Linked DNA regions of Mus musculus: all the other regions are linked to region 3. A link is a contact called in public Hi-C data. All regions are on one chromosome and are shown on one strand. Each heading gives the region's core, a stretch centred on a gene start, on an enhancer-like site or on the middle of the called end of the contact. The rest is flanking DNA. Distances are from core to core; before and after follow the strand shown.

Region 1 (3,359 bases), core at 833-3,332, 120 kb after region 3:
TTAAACATCACTGAGGCTTTTTAAAAAAAAGTTTAAAAGAAGGACAGTGAAGTACAAATAGCTACCAAAGAGTATTTAGCAGATACTGAATTGTCCAGAACCCCAGAGAAAGGAATAGACTCTCTTTTCAATTCATACCACTTGGGAGAGGACTTAGGCTTCGTGGTTTTCTCTTATTTCTAGATACATGTTGAAGTTACAGAAAGGCATATATATGATGTTGAAATTCTCTCACAAGAGGCTTCTGAAAACCAAATGAAACAAAATCAAAAGGAAACAGCCAGCGGTGTGGCTGGGTGAAATATGCCCAGGTGGTTCTCCTGTGCTTCATTTATATATTTTTAACTTATTATTATTTTTTTTCTTGAGGCAAGGTTTACTGTAGAGTCCTGGCTGGTCTGGATTTTGCTACATAGACCAAACTGGACCCAAACTCATAGCGATCCACCTGCCTCTGCCTCTCACGTGCTGGGATCAAAGGCATGTACTACCACTCTCAGCTATTCCTGACTTTTTTTGCCACAGCAATAGCTATCAAGTGCTCTGGGGTTTCTGAACCTGGCCTGAGCCATCACTCAGGGGACATTAAGGGACAACTGCTGGACCCAATGCTCACTGTCCTCTGGAAGCCAAAAGTGTCACCAAAGTTTGACTGGTTTTGAAATTTGTCTGTGACTTGCTGGATGCTCTAAACTCACCCCCCCCACCCCACCCCCACCCCCCTTGTTACAGAAGAAGCCAGGGGTTGCGATGGGAGCTAGAAGGAGCGGTCAATCCCATGCTATCTGCTTGCCTCTGGCAGCCTCTGGCACTCAGCACAAGGTCAAAGCAACTGGCCACAAAGCAGGCCTCCTTGGGCAGAGATCTCAGTGTGCTGAGGGCACTATCTGGCTTCAATAGGGACACCTCTTTCAAACTGCACCCAGCAAGATACACTTAATAGACTCCGTTCCTTTTAACAGCCAAGCATGACGGCATTTAATAGCCTCCCAAAGCCAGCGCCTGGCTGCCAGGGTTTGCCTCATTACTCACTGTTTCAGGAGGGGCTTGAAACCAGTATGCACATTTTAGTCATGTCATGCCTGGGAACCCAACCAGTTTTGTCCTGTTTCACCTCCATGCTTCATCCTATTTAGCATTTTCAAAGGACTGGCCTCCTGTGTTTGTTTGTTTGTTTGGCTGGTTCTGTTTTTATTAACCAAGTTAGTTCATTTTGGTCACGGTCCTGATGGTCTGCATATACTTCAGATGCAGAAGTCTCTTCTGCGTGTTCTCGGCCATGATATGGGCCACGGGGGACATCTGCACTTGAGAGAGGTAGAAATGATGCAACTAGACCCACTTTGGCAGCGGGGAGGGAGGTTTAGAGCAGGGTGTGTTTTCTTGTGACTTGCAGCAGGGAGAAGCAATGTTTCAGGCCTCAGGGGGCATGGAATAGCCCAGCGAGCTTGTGGGCTTGGGCTTTGGGTGGTAAGGCCTCCTGGATAAATGGGCCAGCCAGAAAATGCAGCCCTGGCTGTAGGTAGAAAGCAGAGTTGCTGAGAAAGAATCAGGGGCATGAAAAAGAGAAAGAAGAAAATGGACACCCCCCCTCCATCCCATCATGTCTCCATGATCGATAAAATGTCTATTAAGAAGTCCTCACTGATTTGGGGCACTGCAAGGAGCCGGTTTTAGCAGCTGACACCCTCATGTGAGATACTTTGTAAGTGCAAGTGGGACCCAGGAGTACTCTGCCCAGAACAGTGTGAACAGCCACAAGCACTTACAAACACAAGCGCTGGGACTGGGGTCCTCTGCCGTCAACGATTGTTTATATTGAGGAGTTGGCCTGCCACTGTGGGTAAATGAATGCTCCCACTTCCGTGGAGATAAAAGGGAAGCATTTGTGATCAGCGAGGAGAGCGTGTTCATTCTGGGGCTAAATGGCATTATAAAACTTCCTAATTAAGCATAGACGGCAATGAGATTTTAGTGTCATGTCTCCAGTTTAGCTTTACATACTGTGTACGCTGTTTAGTGCAGCAGTAACTATAAACATTGTTGTTACTGCCCCCAGCTGGAAAGCAGAGCGGTTTATGTGTGGAAGAAGAAAGAGATAATCTCCCATCTGCTCCCGCCCGTTACTCAGGGATGTGTCATTTTGTCTGCCGATGGGGACTGTCGCTAGGCTTGCAGTTAGTCTTTTTAATACTGGATCACGTGTATTAATTATTGTGTTTACTTGACACTTTGCTTCTACCCTTAATTCTATAAGTTTTGTAATTCCTCAGAATGTTCCTTTTTCTGAGATTAGATGAATTTATGGATGCTTTAAAAAAAAAAAACAAAAAGAATACAAATAAGTCCAGATGTAATTAGACACACTTGAGGCCTGTTTTTCACCATCTATCAATTCTACATGTAGACGTCTGGCTGATCCGCCCCAGGACAGGACACACAGGGTAAGAAAGGCTGCATCCACCACTACGGCTCGATTTGCATAAAGTATGAAAGGGAGCAAGGCTAATCACCACAGGTAGACTTCTGCTTAGCCTTTGCCCCTGGCACAAAGCCACACTCCGGAAAGGCCCTGAAAGGGCACTGGAAAGGGCACTGAGTGTGCACAGCATGGGCGGTCCACTGGGGAGATCAGCATTTGTGAACTGTGTACCCTGCTGCACTCTCTTCAGTGCTGGAAAGTCAAAAGCTGGGTCTGTGTGCAGGCGAATCATAATTAACTCCCCCTCCCCCAGAGCTAATTTGCTTAGGTAAATGAAACACTAGATGTGGGATCCCCTCCCTTGGACCAATCCTGAAGGCACAAAGATCCCTTTCTGGGAAATCCTCTCACCGAGCCAGGGTGTTTTCCTATTATAAGCAGACCTAGAAACGATCATGACTTTGATCATGATTTTGGTTATTTGTCTGAATATTCTGCTTTTCTAAGCCCTTTGTTTTGAGACCCTAATTATAAAAAATAATTAGGAGCAATAATCAAAGGGGAAATGTATATGTATTATAATATATAAAGTATATATGTATCTATATACACATGAACATATATATATATATAATTTTTTTGTGGTAAAACTTGGCAGTCTGATCCATGAAATGGTGTCAGGCAGATACTGTGCTGCGCCAACCAACAGACTCTATTATTTGAAAAACAAATGCCAAAGCTCGGGGTGCTTTTTCCTTGGTGAGTGCTATAACATGGAGCTTTTACCTGGAGATCATTTTGGAGACATTAAGGTGAAGAGAAGTTCCCTAGAACTTCTCAGAGTTCATGTCTCAAACCATCGCAAGCCATCACGCTTGTGGGTAACTCTAGAGAGATACACACACAATGCCCCTGGCAGGAGACGCCAGCGCCATTG
Region 2 (3,313 bases), core at 796-3,295, 100 kb after region 3:
GCCAACCCATCTGTTTGTACCTAGACCTGACCTAGTTCCTGCTCCAGACCCAGGCAGCCTTTCTTGGTCTACTTCATTAGCTTATCTATACAGACTTTTCCGGAACTTCTGATGCTTCTCAAACCCAGTTGCAGCTGCTTTAACCTGTATCCATATCCATCCATCCATCCATCCATCCATCCATCCATCCATCCACCTATCCTCCCCTCTTTTTCTCTCTCACAGTTACATGTCTGAATGGAAACAAGACAACTCCCATCTCAGGCCTGGCCCAGGAGGAAGTGGAGCAAGATGCCTCTTAAGGAAGCCAGCCCAGGAGTCCTGAAGATGCTATGCCAGAAACATTGACAAAGATGTGGTGTCATCCTACAATGTCAGAACTGATTGCATAACAATAAATTCATGAGGTTTAATATGTTTAATGACAGCAGTCTGTCATAAAACCCATCTGACTAGGCAGCCTAGCCAAGGAAAATATGGGTTCTTTTATTCCCATATCAAATACTAATATTAACTTCTCCACACACCCCCCAACATACACACAAGACAGAGAAAAGGTAAAAATATATAACTCACACTGGGTGTGAATGTGGGGTCCCAGGCTGAACTTCTGCTGTGGGTGTTTGATAAAAAGTCCTTCAAGGGGATCTGGAAAGTCCAAGAAGAACGGACAAAGACGTGTAGCTTGAGAGGGGGTGTGCTGATAGAGCTATTTATGGTGTCTTACTTGTGTTCACTCTGTCAGAAGGGCACAGTAGTCTTGAGTGAAGAATGTGTATGGGGCTAAGAACTTTGCTAAGTCCACACACTCACCCAGAGCATCCCTTTGGAATTGCTTTTAAAGAGTGCAACAATCGATCAATACTTCCTTTCCTTTTCAACGATCCATAAGACACCTCACAGAAGATAAGGCTGTGTCTCCTCTGCCTTTAGTTTCACCAGCTCTCTCTTCCCTCACCATCTCCCTTTCTTTTCTTCTTTCTAATGGAGTGGGTGGACCACAGGTCTAGTTACAAGTGACTGATGTCTAGACTGCAGGCAGCCAACGCTGTCTACACATGCTGGGAGCTAGTCACAAGCTGGTAAGGATGTGCCCCTGACAGACTGGTGTTTGGCCATCTGTGAACGATAAATCAGTAGCTCCATACAATGACCAAAGAGTAGAAGATTATTTCTTGCTAGAATGAGGGTCTTTTGTACAGAAATAATATGGTTTCCTTTAGCCTAAACTATGCATCTCTTGCTCATAGTGGGTCTTGGTTAAGCTTGTTGAACGGATGGACATATCCCAGTATTAATGTAGGATAAAAAGTTTAAAACATTATGCTAATTCCAGATGGCAGAGAGAACTCTGGGATGCCTTCTACCTCAGAGCCCAGGAGCTAAGCCAAAATCACCATGGGGTATGTGTGCCATCATAAGAGCAGATGGCAGACACACCTTTTCAAGAATCAAAGTTGCTATGAACATATGAGGCTAGGCTAGGTGTAGACACGAGTCACCTGAATGTCGAACCAAGAATCCCAATAAATGGCATCTTTGTCAGCTCAAGTATAGTTTCTTGTTTTGTGAGTCTTTTGGACCAGAGCAATAAAAATAAAAATAAAATAAAATAAAATAAAATAAATAAAATAAAATAAAATAAAATAAAATAAAATAGGCAATATTTTTCCTAAGCCCAAATGAAGTGCCATCCATGCTTCTGGCTCTCACTCAAAAAACACTTGAATGAATGATCTGAAGTGCAGGCAAGCTGGCTTGGACATCTGTCGCAGTGCTGATGGCCAGCGTGGATCTGGCTGTTCCAGCTGGCTGGGTGTGTCTTGTCTTAGTGCCCGTCTTTGGGGAGACCGGACCTGGCTACCACTTAAGACTTACGAGGAAAGGCTTTCTTAGTTGGTTCAGGAGATGTGTTCTGAAAAATCCCCACGATGCTTCTGTACCTGTTTCTCACAGCCCATTGACCTCTGCCTTCCTAACTGCTCGCTTTGTGTACATCACACAGCACCTATCCAGCTCCCTAGCCTAAGTGGCCTGCGGTCGGGTCAGGGAAGGCTGCTCCTTCCCAGCCCCCATGTGTGGCAGCTCTATCATCTCCAGCACCAGAGTTGTAACCGAGACTCCCCCCACCGGAAGTTTTGAATGGCAGATTTTTGGCAAGCCCATCAGTTTCATAAAACAAGATAACGGTCCTTAGGCAGCAATTGCCGTGACCATTGTATCAAGGAAATTGCCAGAAGAATCTAGAAGATTCTTCTCTATGGAGAGCAAAGGGGGAAACAGGGGCTTCAACAGCCCATGGGTGGCTGGGAAGGTGACAGTTAATTTTACACGAGCTTGGGAGATATTCTGGCACCTTCATAAAGGTGACACCAGGGAGCCTATGATCACTCTTGCTGGCTGACTTTTCAATCTCCTGGCACTGAAACCCCAACAGGAAAGAACTTTCTTCCATCATACGGTGCTGCAATTTTCTCTAAGGTCAAAACTGAGCTTGGAATGCCTAATGGGGAAGGTCAACAAAATGGCAGCTAATTACAGGTTAGCATCTAAAATAGCAGTCTCCTCTGGAGAGCTTGTGCGTGTAGGTGGATGGATAAAATAAGGCTGAACAGCATTGGATTTCTCTGTGTTTGTCCAAGTCACTGGCCAGGCCAGGGAGGTAATATATGAAAAGGGACATTTTTGGAATAGTTGATTTTGAATTATGTTCATGAAATATATACTGTGCTGTGGAGGACATGTGGGAAAGCTACATTTTGACCGCATGACTAATTTTTAAAGCCTCGTATACAGAGTACCCCACCCCCAACCTGGAACACAGCTGGGTTATTCCTCTCTGGACTGAATGTGGCAATTCCAAGTGAACCGATATGAGATTTTTACCATCATGGCAATGTAAACCAAGGAGCTGGCCCAGCAACGAAGGGCATTGTGAATAATTTGTACACCAAGAGATATGACTTTATTAGTTTAAGAACATGTTTTACATAAAAACAGGCAACATCAAAAGAGCTCGTTTGGTAAATGAACATAATATATCACAGATGATTTCATTCCACATTCACCTACAATTTATGAGCTTAAACTGAAGGATTAGGGGGGAAATTGGATACCATTCCACCTTTAATCATGGGGACAAATTGTTTGAAAGTTATTTCATTGGGATTCCAAAATCAGACACTAACCTACGTCATCCGATCCATGCAGCAAGTGACAAGGGCAGACTCTCCAAAGGAAATGTTGAATTTGTTTTCTCCAAATCGAAACCTTGAGGGAAACTTGTTAAATGTGTCAAGTCCCCAGCCCACCT
Region 3 (3,657 bases), core at 499-2,998:
GTGAATATATCCACTCTTTTCTATGATAAAACACCAAGAACAAGGGAAGAAAGAGCTTGTTTTGGCCTCTGCTTCTAGAGGGAGAGCCCCTCATGACTCGGAAGCATAGCAGCAGCCAGACAAGCCGAGCAGTCGCGCCTTCAGTCAGACGCAAAGCAGACAGGGCAGACAGGAAATGAAGAAAGGCTATTCATCTTCCAAGCCAGTGTCCACTAATGTGCTTCCTCCACCAAGGTTCCTAGAGGTCCCCTAACCTTCACAAACAGTGCCACCAATTGGGGACCAGGTATTCAAATGCCTGAGCCTATGGCAGTCATTGCTCATCGAAACCATCGCAGTTAACAAAGATGCATTTTAAAACCTCAGCTGTCTCTGAGTTCTCACCTCGTCATTTGTCTCAGAGTACAGTGGAGTGATACATTACAACAGCAACATAAAAATGACATCAAATTGCCACAAAGGGCTTTGCCAACTTCCACATGCATCCAGGAATGCTTTGCTATCAAACGGCATTTTCTGGATGTTTTAAGGGGGTCCTGTAAGTTGAAAATTAAACAAATATCTACAGTGTCCTTTGGGCCTAAAATATTCTTAACAATTTCATATTATTTAAGGTAAAAGAGATTCATAGAAACCGTTGATGGAAATTAATACTGAAAAGCACCTTCTATAAAATGGGCTGAGCTTGTTTTTTTTTTTTTTTTTAAGTAAAGACACCTGAATTGCTAACTTCTAAGCTACAACCACTTAGGTTCATGTGGTCCATGGCATTCTTTGCCCCTTGTTTTAGTATTTGTGAGGTGGTCTTTGATGATGCTTATTCTCCTAGCTTGTGGAATCACTTAGAAAATTAAACTAAAAGAAACTTTGAAACTCTATAAAAAGTGGTTCAGTTATGGGTAAGCGGTGATAATTCTGTTCTTCACTTGATCCAGGTTTTATTTTGATCTAACGGACTGGTATTGACTTTTTCTCACCCCCAACAAGATAGCATTTACGTACCTTGCAAGGATACAAGGTTTGGGATTAAGACTATTTCTGAGCCTATGCTTGTTGTTCCTCTGTCCACCAGACTCTGACAATGAAATAGTAGCTAGTGTGTGACTGGGGGACAGTCGGCTCTGCTCTTGGTGTCCAGACACCAGGCTGGCTGTGTTCTGAGTGACCAGGCACAGGTCGGCTGTGTTCTCTGTGACCAGGCACAGGTCGGCGGGTTTTCAACAGCTTTCCAGCAGTCCAGCACCTTTGGTTTGCTCTCCCCTTAACAATGTTTCTAAATATCAGTTCCCTCTTACTGCTTACCTTAACTAGGTAATTATTTCCTAGCTTCAGTAGATACCTACACATAGCACTGCTGTGATTTAGTTAGCTTCAGGGCCTGGTGGCAGCGACCTTCCACATCTGCACTTCCTGTTTAAGAATTCAGGAAGGGATTTTGCCTGAAAGGATGGTGCAGAGTAAGGGACAGGCTGGCATCCAGACAGGCACTGGGGAAATCATCGATGTCTCTGAGTTCTTGGCTATATTCAGATGTGCTCCCAGGGCTGCACACTGATCCTTTGCCTGTCTCTCTCCCCCAATCGCTTTCCCATCTCTTTTATTGGTCTCCTCCCCTGCCAGCCGTGCTGCAAAGGCCTTGTGTTTGTTGACAACCCAGGTCTTTAAAGCTACTGACCTGAAGCTCCCTGTGGGCTTCCCACGTCACGCAGCAGCTCTCTGCCACCGTTCCACATGGATTGAAATGTGTGCGGGAAGTGACAGATGGAGCAGGCGCTGAGACAGTGTTGCATTGTGTGTAAGGCTCACCTCCGCCTGGTTCTTCGTGGACACTAATGAACTGCACCATACACACATGAATAGAACCAAAGACTTTTGATGCTTTAAATTCATTATCTTGGATTCCCTATCTGTTCCTATTGAGGATGGAAGAACTGAAGTTTCTGGCATAGTTTTTAAGTATATGATATAGCCTGTGAATAATCATCGCTACTAAGGAAATGTGTGTAATCCTTGAGGGGAAAAGATGTCTAAATCTTAACTTTTGTGCATCAGCAGAAGCCCATTGCTACATCAGTGAAATACAGTCTATTTTCCTTCCACTAGGGCATAACGAAACTCTTCTGTTTGTTTTTAGCAAATAACTCTGGTGTGAACAAGCGGCAGATCACAGACCTTGTAGACCAGAGCATCCAGATCAATGCCCACTGCTTCGTGGTCACAGCTGATAATCGCTACATCCTCATCTGTGGGTTTTGGGATAAAAGTTTCAGAGTTTACTCGACAGAAACAGGTAATCTTCACAACGAGGGTTTATTTTCAGTGTTCAAGAGAACCCGAACTGCAACCCAGCAACCACGTAAAAGCCTATACACACCTATGATCCTACCACTGATGGGTCAGACGCAGGAAGATCCCTGAGGCTCCCTAACCATCTAGTCTAGTTGAAGTGGCAAGCTCTAGATTCTGCGAAAGGCCTTTCTCAAAAACAAGATGGATAATATCTAAGGAAACAGCTGATACCAGCCTCTGGCCTCCCCTCATATGTGCACACACATGTCCACACAAACACATATATGTACCACACAAGCACTCACAGAGAGTGCATCCTCTCCGATGTGAAGCCATGATAGTATAGAGATTCCATGGTGTGCCAGCTCCACGTGGTCAAGACTTGGTGACCACATTGTAAGATAACCAGCTAGTTCTGCTGCAGAAATGAACTACTGCTTTCACTTAGTACTGATCTGAGTTTATACCTCAGTGAATCTGTCAGCCTTTATTTCCACATTCACATTCACATTCATTTCCAGAATAAAAAGTAAAACTCTCCACTGTCAGGCCCAAATTCTGAAGAGAAAAATCATGGCCATCTCGTAAGATGACCTAAAAAATCACCTGAGTGGATTTGAATTATCTCCAAAACCGTAAGGGTGTGTGAATTCTTTTCACAAATTAATAAAATAAAATTAATTCTATTTCTGTAAAGATAATGAGTCTAAGTGATATGATTGTCATCCGTGCTGCAGGGAAACTGACACAGATTGTATTTGGCCACTGGGATGTTGTCACATGCCTGGCCAGGTCGGAGTCCTACATTGGTGGAGACTGCTACATAGTGTCTGGATCTCGGGACGCCACCTTGCTTCTCTGGTACTGGAGTGGGCGTCACCACATCATCGGAGACAACCCCAATAGCAGTAAGTGTCTCCCACAAGGGTCCTTTCAGACAATACATATCTTAAATGTAGTTTATTTTATTTCCTTCATTTTTACAGAATCTGTAAAAAACTTAAAATATGAAAGCTTAAGTGGGAAAAAAAGTAAAAATGAATCATTACTAAGACCTCTGGCCTGGGGAGAGTCCCCAGTCTTCTCATGATGACCTCTGACTGATCCCCTCAGCTGCTGTCCCCAACACCCAGATGCCCCCCTTGCTCTAGCAGTGATGCCTAGAAAAAGCTCAGACTTTCTATATGCTAAGTATAACCTCTGCCTTCTTGAAAATCCAGTATGCTGGCTTCTTGCTGGCAGATTCAGGCGAGAGGAGAGAGATCCCGGACCTGCCAGGGTCTCTCCGGGGCTGAGCGGGATGGTGAGTGTCTACAGCCCAAAAGAAACACACCGAGCCAGGAGTCTTGTCGAAGCAGGAATTCAACT

The links. Hi-C and Micro-C count contacts between places; a contact is called where the count stands out from the background.
Region 1: a Hi-C map of cerebellum shows a contact between it and region 3, with 2.3 times the contacts expected there. The contact joins two enhancer-like sites. A contact is called at or near these places in 1 of 15 datasets of contacts at CTCF or cohesin (the NIH/3T3 cell line), 18 of 484 Hi-C or Micro-C datasets (the G1E-ER4 cell line, LSK cells, the Patski cell line and 12 more), 2 of 115 datasets of contacts at active chromatin or transcription factors (both in bone marrow-derived macrophages) and 2 of 9 other capture datasets (adipose tissue and embryonic stem cells).
Region 2: a contact with region 3 is called in a Hi-C map of cerebellum, with 2.2 times the contacts expected there. The contact joins two enhancer-like sites. A contact is called at or near these places in 1 of 39 promoter capture datasets (second pharyngeal arch cranial neural crest), 1 of 15 datasets of contacts at CTCF or cohesin (the NIH/3T3 cell line) and 13 of 484 Hi-C or Micro-C datasets (the G1E-ER4 cell line, brain, cerebellar granule neurons and 8 more).

The regions. Positions count from the first base shown.
Region 1 is chr3:55,522,659-55,526,017 of GRCm38.p6, reverse strand. The region is part of intron 16 of Dclk1 (doublecortin-like kinase 1); the gene reads right to left. Among named protein-coding and RNA genes, the nearest start is that of Gm31796, 19 kb to the left of the region's middle. Within about 2 kb of position 2,082, at least 30 of the 459 cell types and tissues checked have an H3K27ac peak or open chromatin away from gene starts, as enhancers often do. A contact at or near this core is called in cerebellar granule neurons and cerebellum, where this site is marked.
Region 2 is chr3:55,538,688-55,542,000 of GRCm38.p6, reverse strand. Dclk1 (doublecortin-like kinase 1) reads right to left here. Exons shown (of 17, transcript NM_001195538.2): 17 at 2,933-3,313. It overlaps Gm31796 (a long non-coding RNA gene), which reads left to right. Exons shown (of 2, transcript XR_375678.4): 2 at 226-1,551. Among named protein-coding and RNA genes, the nearest start is that of Gm31796, 3.0 kb to the left of the region's middle. Within about 2 kb of position 2,045, at least 5 of the 459 cell types and tissues checked have an H3K27ac peak or open chromatin away from gene starts, as enhancers often do. A contact at or near this core is called in cerebellum, where this site is marked.
Region 3 is chr3:55,642,277-55,645,933 of GRCm38.p6, reverse strand. Nbea (neurobeachin) reads left to right here. Exons shown (of 58, transcript NM_030595.1): 53 at 2,135-2,290; 54 at 3,027-3,197. Among named protein-coding and RNA genes, the nearest start is that of Gm43549, 63 kb to the right of the region's middle. Within about 2 kb of position 1,748, at least 13 of the 459 cell types and tissues checked have an H3K27ac peak or open chromatin away from gene starts, as enhancers often do. A contact at or near this core is called in cerebellar granule neurons and cerebellum, where this site is marked.